Regions from separate parts of the Sus scrofa genome. Here region 2 is linked to region 1. Evidence: chromatin contacts called from public Hi-C data. All regions are on one chromosome and are shown on one strand. Each heading gives the region's core, a stretch centred on a gene start, on an enhancer-like site or on the middle of the called end of the contact. The rest is flanking DNA. Distances are from core to core; before and after follow the strand shown.

The links. A called contact is a pair of places that touch in the nucleus more often than the background predicts.
Region 2: a contact with region 1 is called in a Hi-C map of retroperitoneal adipose tissue, with 1.9 times the contacts expected there. The contact joins the promoter of KIAA1468 here to the enhancer-like site in region 1. A contact is called at or near these places in 5 of 47 Hi-C or Micro-C datasets (embryonic fibroblasts, fetal skeletal muscle, heart right ventricle and 2 more).

Annotation. Positions count from the first base shown.
Region 1 is chr1:158,640,257-158,643,289 of Sscrofa11.1, reverse strand. PHLPP1 (PH domain leucine-rich repeat-containing protein phosphatase 1) reads left to right here. Exons shown (of 17, transcript XM_021099624.1): 17 at 1-480. Among named protein-coding and RNA genes, the nearest start is that of PHLPP1, 220 kb to the left of the region's middle. Within about 2 kb of position 1,564, at least 11 of the 83 cell types and tissues checked have an H3K27ac peak or open chromatin away from gene starts, as enhancers often do. A contact at or near this core is called in retroperitoneal adipose tissue, where this site is marked.
Region 2 is chr1:159,316,297-159,319,782 of Sscrofa11.1, reverse strand. KIAA1468 (lisH domain and HEAT repeat-containing protein KIAA1468 homolog) reads left to right here and starts at 2,108. Exons shown (of 29, transcript XM_005654481.3): 1 at 2,108-2,894. The coding sequence starts at 2,375. It overlaps PIGN (GPI ethanolamine phosphate transferase 1), which reads right to left and starts at 2,049. Exons shown (of 28, transcript XM_021099782.1): 1 at 1,899-2,049.

The DNA of each region.
Region 1 (3,033 bases), core at 315-2,814:
ATTTTCTCTGAGAGAACAGTTGATTGAGAAATTTCTATTGTAAATAGCTCAGTGTTGTATAGTGATGCTTCAGATGTTTTGTAGTTTTGGCATAAGGGACACAGCCTAAACAACTGACTTCCTTCCTCCCCCTCTGGTGCACCCTCCTGCCCACACCCACCTCGACCCCCACCTTTTTAGTTCTTTAAATGATGAGCCTGAGCAGCTAAGAGCATTGCTGTTCAAATAAGGTGGATCCTACACCACTGGAAAGGAACCTGTACCTGAGAGGCCTCTGCACCTTTTTTCTTCCTTTCCTGTTCCCACCCAGCCTTTTGACTTTTGCAGACACTTTTTAACTGTGTTCCTTACTGCCACCACAATCAGCATGATTGTATAGAGTTCAGTTAGATCATTTACATACCAAGAGTTATATTATGGCAGAATGCACAAATGAACATGTCATAATTTTTGTTATAATAAATATAAAATTTACAAGTACTGGACCCATCTGCTTTTGTCTCAGGAGCCAGATGTGTCTTGCAGATGATCACAGCTTGGGTTGGGAGTGAATGCATGGAACTTTGGGGTTAGCACATAACTGACTTTTCTTTTTTTTGGAGGGAAGACACCCATTAGGTTAACTGACATTGAAAGAAGGTAGTGAAAAAACCCTATGGTTAACATTATGCATAGCTGATTTTACAACCTATTTCTTGTCATTATTGTGTAGGATAGATGTTAGCAGGGAGCAGACAGAAGTTGCATAGAGGAGATTCCTGGAAAACTTCTCCCACAAAGCCAAGTTTGTCCCCAGTTCTCTCAGGGGTCCCTCAATCATGTGAACAGATTTATAGATCTATATTCGAACCATGAAAATCAGGAGCCAGTTGCCTCACTCTCTACCCCTAGTAGAAATAATGTCTGTGTAGTGGGGTCCACTAGAAAATCCTGTATTCCTAGTTGACATACTGGCCCCATTTACAGACTGTAGCACTGCACCCCTCACCCCACCCTGCATCTTGGGAACCATGTGTTGAAGATGCTGTTGGTCTTCTGTCTTGTGTGGACCAGCTTCTTTCAGTCTGCCCCCTCAACTGGTACCTGGCTGGTTGAGTGACAAGACATGGCAGTTGGTCTTTCTTGTAGACTCGGTAATGGGCTGTCTGTCCCTTCACTGGGTGGCCAGATCGATGGACCAACCTTGTCTTGGTGATGTCCTTTCTTCATTACATGTCAGGCTGCTTGTACAGTATGCACTTTGAAAACCACTAGGCTTTGGAAGACTGAGCTTATCTCAGCCCCGGAAGGGGCCTAGTGACCAAAAGACAAGTGTGCCAAAACCCAGGCAGAGCTCTCTGCTCTAGACCAGGAGCAAAATCACCTCCTCAATATCAGTGCAGACTTGGAGGGCTCTGGGTTTTCACCCCAGTGCCATGGTCACTGCACCTCTGGCCTGGCTCTCTGATGTCCTCAGTTCTTAAATCTCTCAAGGGGAGGGCTCCCCTGTTGGCACATGCAGGGCCTATGCAGACTGCCAGTGTGGACCTGATTCCGCTGCAGCCCACTTGCAGAGGAGTCAGCATTTCTGCCCGGAGTGTGGCCAACTGAGGAGCTCACAATAGGCCCCACGGCAACTGCTTGTGCCCACAAGTCCCATGTAGCTGATTGGGAGAAGGGCTCGAGCTTGGCATTGGTGTTTTCCTAAGGCCATCAGTTCGGTCAGTGCTGGCTTCTCAGGTGGTTATATCATTCAGTCACATTGAGCACATGCCGCACAGAAGGTTCTATGGAGATAAGGAACCGCCCTTTGGGAGCTTGGAGTAAACAGGCATGTGGATGAAAAGGAACAGATGAACACATATTAAGTAGCTAAAGAGACAGAGATCCACCAAATAGGCCTGCTTGCTTTTGCCTCGAAGCCTCCCAGCTGTTTCCTGAGGAGCTCCTCTTCACTTTCATCAAGGCAGCGTCTAAGAATGTAGAATTGCTTATAAAACTGTTGTGCTTAATATTTGAAGATCCTCAAAGCCGTGGGCTCTCCAAGGTGAGTATGAGGGCGAAGGGCATCCACCTACAGCGTTCTCTCTTTCCTGCTGGGAGAGCCAGTGAATTTAACTGGGAGAGGGCAGGGTGGGAGGTTGGAGCGGAAACTCAGAGGCTCTGAGAAGGCTCGTGGCCTTGCTGATAGACTCAGCATTCCCTGCTGAGGACCCTGGAAATTGTCTGGTGTTGGGTCAGCCAGGGGCTGCCACGTGTTGCCCACAGGATCCTGATTTTGCAGAAGGCAGTCTCAGGAATCGGGACACCAACTGGTCCGCTGTGGTTTCTGCAGATTGCTTTTGTCACAGCACCACCTGCTGGTGAGATTAGATTTGGGGTGGAAATGGGTATAACTTTTTGCTCCTTCCTGCCCTCTTCCAAAAGAAGGAAATTTCAGGTACTTATTCTTTTCCTAGACACATGACAGAAAGCAAGCCCAAGCACTATTAAAGTAGTCAGAGAAGCTGCATTGAGCCTTTTTCCTATTCCCCCTGGAGATCAGCTTTGTGAGGTAGTACAACTGACGACTGACTCCTGTTATGGGCAGTTTTTCCGTGGGAAGCTGATATGCAGACATATCAAGAGGTATAACCAGGATCGTAGCATCAACCTGGGAAAAAGAAGTCCATTTCCAACATCCATCTAATCCTCTCTTCCCCGTGGTGAAAAATAAATGCACAAAAACTTATAATATGCTTTGGATCTTACAGGACAATATGAGTCAGCTCTTTGTTGGCACTGCCCAGTGGGGAGAAAAAGAACAATTCCCATGTGAACACACATCAGGAGTCATTTTGAATTCGGTCTGACACATCAGGAATAGAATTTCTATAAAGTGTGGGCTCTGTGGTATCTGCCCTCCTACCTCCCCAGTGACCACACCAGCTAATCTGTAGATAGCAAAGCCTTATCTAAGTGGAAATTGTGTCATTGCTGTAAACGAAGAACTTAAGGTGGTCAAATAGAATATAATTGGGAACATAGCAAAAGGACTTTTTTATTTTTATTCTT
Region 2 (3,486 bases), core at 859-3,358, 680 kb before region 1:
AAGTGCTTTTATATTTTCATCACTAAAATAGAAACTTCAACGATTATTCTGATTATTCAATGAAACATTAGCTGTAAAGATCTAGATTAATGTAAATCTTGCTAAGCAGAAGGAAAATTTCCCAACAATATTAACAGCAAATTATTTTAAGTGGAGATCAGCAATTATTAATATTCTGGTATGGGCTATTTCTTAAACATTTTAAATTGATAAGTAAACCTCTATGTACTGTGGAAAAGAAAAGTACTTACTGAGAAGTATGGCCAGTTGATTTGTTATGGGGTTGGAAGGTAAACAAGTCCATGATTATAGGATACAAAATAGACTCAGGAAACTACTGATGTGTTTTAGGAAGTCAATCATGGAAGAACTTCTACATACAACTTTTGACAACTCTCTGAGGAAATACATTTTAAATCTATTTTCAACTTTCATTCTAGAAATCAGACCCTATATTAAAGATAGTCCCTTTGGGGCCTACTAACTTGACTGCTTTTTCTGGCTGTAGTTACTAAACACTTGACATTGGGTTTGCTTTGCTTTATTTTTAAAAACCTGTCAAATATTCACAATATATACTAATATTACATTAATTGATAACTGACTATAACGACAGATTTATTGTATACTAGGCACCAGGTACTGTGACAAGCATATTCCTAATTCTGTGAACTTTCAGAGTATCCCCTTGACAGATGAAGCTGAGAGAATTAAGGAACTCTAATTTTAAAGTCTCACAGCAAATAATTGCCAAAACTGGGATATGAGCTTTAGGCTCTTCAGCTCAATAAGCATAATCCTTGAAGGGAGGACTCTAAGTGCAGGGACCTTAAATACAAAAGATTTCTAAAATGCCGCATTACAGACATGGAAATGCTGTATATAGCCAATCCATTTCTAATCATGCCCTTTCCATGACATTCCCTAATCCCTACCATTCCTCCATTACATTGGTTCCATTTTCAATCTCTCTGACAAACTTAGTTACAATGAGGATCAGCAATCTTTTTTGCTAAGAAATATGTAACAGGACAGCGCGTAGCCTATTTTGACATAATTTCCCTAAGATCTGGGATTTTTTTCCCCATGCTTTTCTTCAATATATGGCAGACACACAACAATTTAGAATTCAAACATTAGGAGCTAATATTCTATTCAAAAAATACTTCAAATTCTTACTACTAACAACATCAAAACACTTCTACCAAAAACAAAACAAAAAACCCAAAACTTCACTCCAATGAAATTTTAGTTTACCGAGTCTGGTAAACTGAAATTAAGCCTACATTTAAATGTTGGCATACATTTACATGAACCAATAACGTGCCCTAAGGATATGAAAGAATACTCTATTTGTATTTTTTCACAGAGCTAAAGGAGATACTTTACTGCTTCAATGGAATATAACTTTACCCAACCAAACCTTTGAGTTCTGTCTTCTATTTACTCCCTCCACCTCCCATACCCTCACCCTACCGCATACCGCTCTACCTCTAACTCGGTGGTAAGTAGGCGGTCCCCAGGCCTAAGGTGAGAAAGCAAGGAACAGAAGCCACATTCAGACTGCTGCCCCTGCCCTGGGCACTTGCTACACTTGCGGAGAACATGTCATTAGCAGCACACAGTAAGAAAAAGCGAAGTATCCTAAGGAAAAGTGAAGCAGCGCGTCAGAGGCCGTGAGGCCAGCTTCAGAACCACCACACCTCTCCTCTCTAGTCCCCTGACTTTACCTGGGCTTATCCAGGTGAGGCCTGATCTCAGGAATGAGGTCTTCTCAGCGCGAAGGCCGATCCAGCTCTGTAGCAGAGTTCCCCTAGGTCCCCGAAAGGAAAGCCAAGAGAACGTTCCTAGGCCACCGTCATAACTGCCCCTTATCGTGGAACGCCCCCGATACTTACCTGACCAGAGCTGCTCTCGCGATAATTCTTGGGCCCGTACTCCGTAACTCCAGTCCCCGCCCCCCTCCATCGGCCAATAAAATAGGAGTGGGGGAGGGGCTTTGCCTCTGAGCTGGGAGCGGGGCTCCCAATCTTTGCTGGCTGGGGTTGAGAACGGGCGGGGCGGGGAGGGGCGGGGCTGGGGCAGAAAGAGGGGCAGGGCCCGCGCCATTTCTCGCGAGACTGGGGACCAGGAAGACGCCTGCAGAGCCCGGCTGCTGGTGCAGCTGCTGCTAAGGCAGCGGCTGCTGCTGTTGCTACTGCGCTGCATCCGGACCATTTGCCTCCGAGCCTGGGCCTTGTCTCCAGGTGAGGAGGCGGGACCTAGTGAGGCCGGGGCTGTGGAGGTGCACAGTGCCTGCTCAAGCTTAGCTGGAATTCAGGCTGCGGCCTGTCTGATCCAGACAGGGAGGCGCCCACACTCCTGACAGTGTAAGATGGCGGCGATGGCGCCTGGAGGTGGTGGCGGCGGCGTGAATCCATTCCTCAGCGATTCAGACGAGGACGACGACGAGGTTTCAGCGACCGACGAGCGGCGGGCAGGACTTAGGCTCAGTTCTGGGAGCGGCCTAGATCCTGGCTCTGCAGACTCGCTATCGCCCCAGGATCCCGTGGCCTTAGGAAGCAGTGCAAGACCAGGGCTCCCTGGGGAGGGGTCAGCGACTGCAGTGACACTAGGGAGCACCGGGGAGACCCCCGCCAGATTGTCAATTGATGCGATCGCGGCTCAGCTGTTGCGCGATCAATACTTGCTGACAGCCCTGGAGCTGCACACGGAGCTGTTGGAGAGCGGCCGCGAGCTGCCCCGGCTGCGCGACTACTTCTCCAATCCTGGTAACTTCGAGAGGCAGAGTGGGACCCCGCCTGGGATGGGGGCGCCGGGAATCCCTGGAGCAGCTGGCATTGGAGGCGCAGGAGGTCGGGAGCCGAGTACGACATCGGGTGGGGGACAGCTCAGTAAGTGAAAGCAGCCTGCCTCTTGTCTGGGCAGTTGGGATTGTAAGAGGTTCTTGTGGAGGAGGGGGTACCTCTGGGCGGGTACTGAGTATTAGGGACGTTTCAGAGAGAGACGGTTCGGGTTGGGGGTAGTCTTTCGTGGTGGAAGCAAAAGGATATGGCAGTGACTGTTCTCTGCCCGCCTCCAACTCTTGGCTGGACTTGCACCTGCTCCTGGCTCCGCTCTTGGTGTGTATCTATTAATTATCCAGAGTTTCCAGTTCACTGGCTTTACGTGACTCCAGAAAGACTTCTTTGCAACCTGGTTTATCGCTTTAATCATTTTTCCATTTTCGACAATCTCCTGAATCACCACTACCAGGAAAAAGTGTTCCTTTAATTGTTCGCAGTAATTATTTGACTCAGAATCAAGAGGGAAAAGAATAGGAAATGTTGCTAGCCCTTAAAGTCAGATCCACTTGAAGACCTTTTGTCTTTAGGATGACTTACTTAAAAGTTAGGTTTTTTGCTGGTAAAATTTTTTCTGTTTAAATAAACTCAATTTAATTCCATTTCAGTTCCGTAATTTCAGTAGGTTTCCAGAATTTTAGGA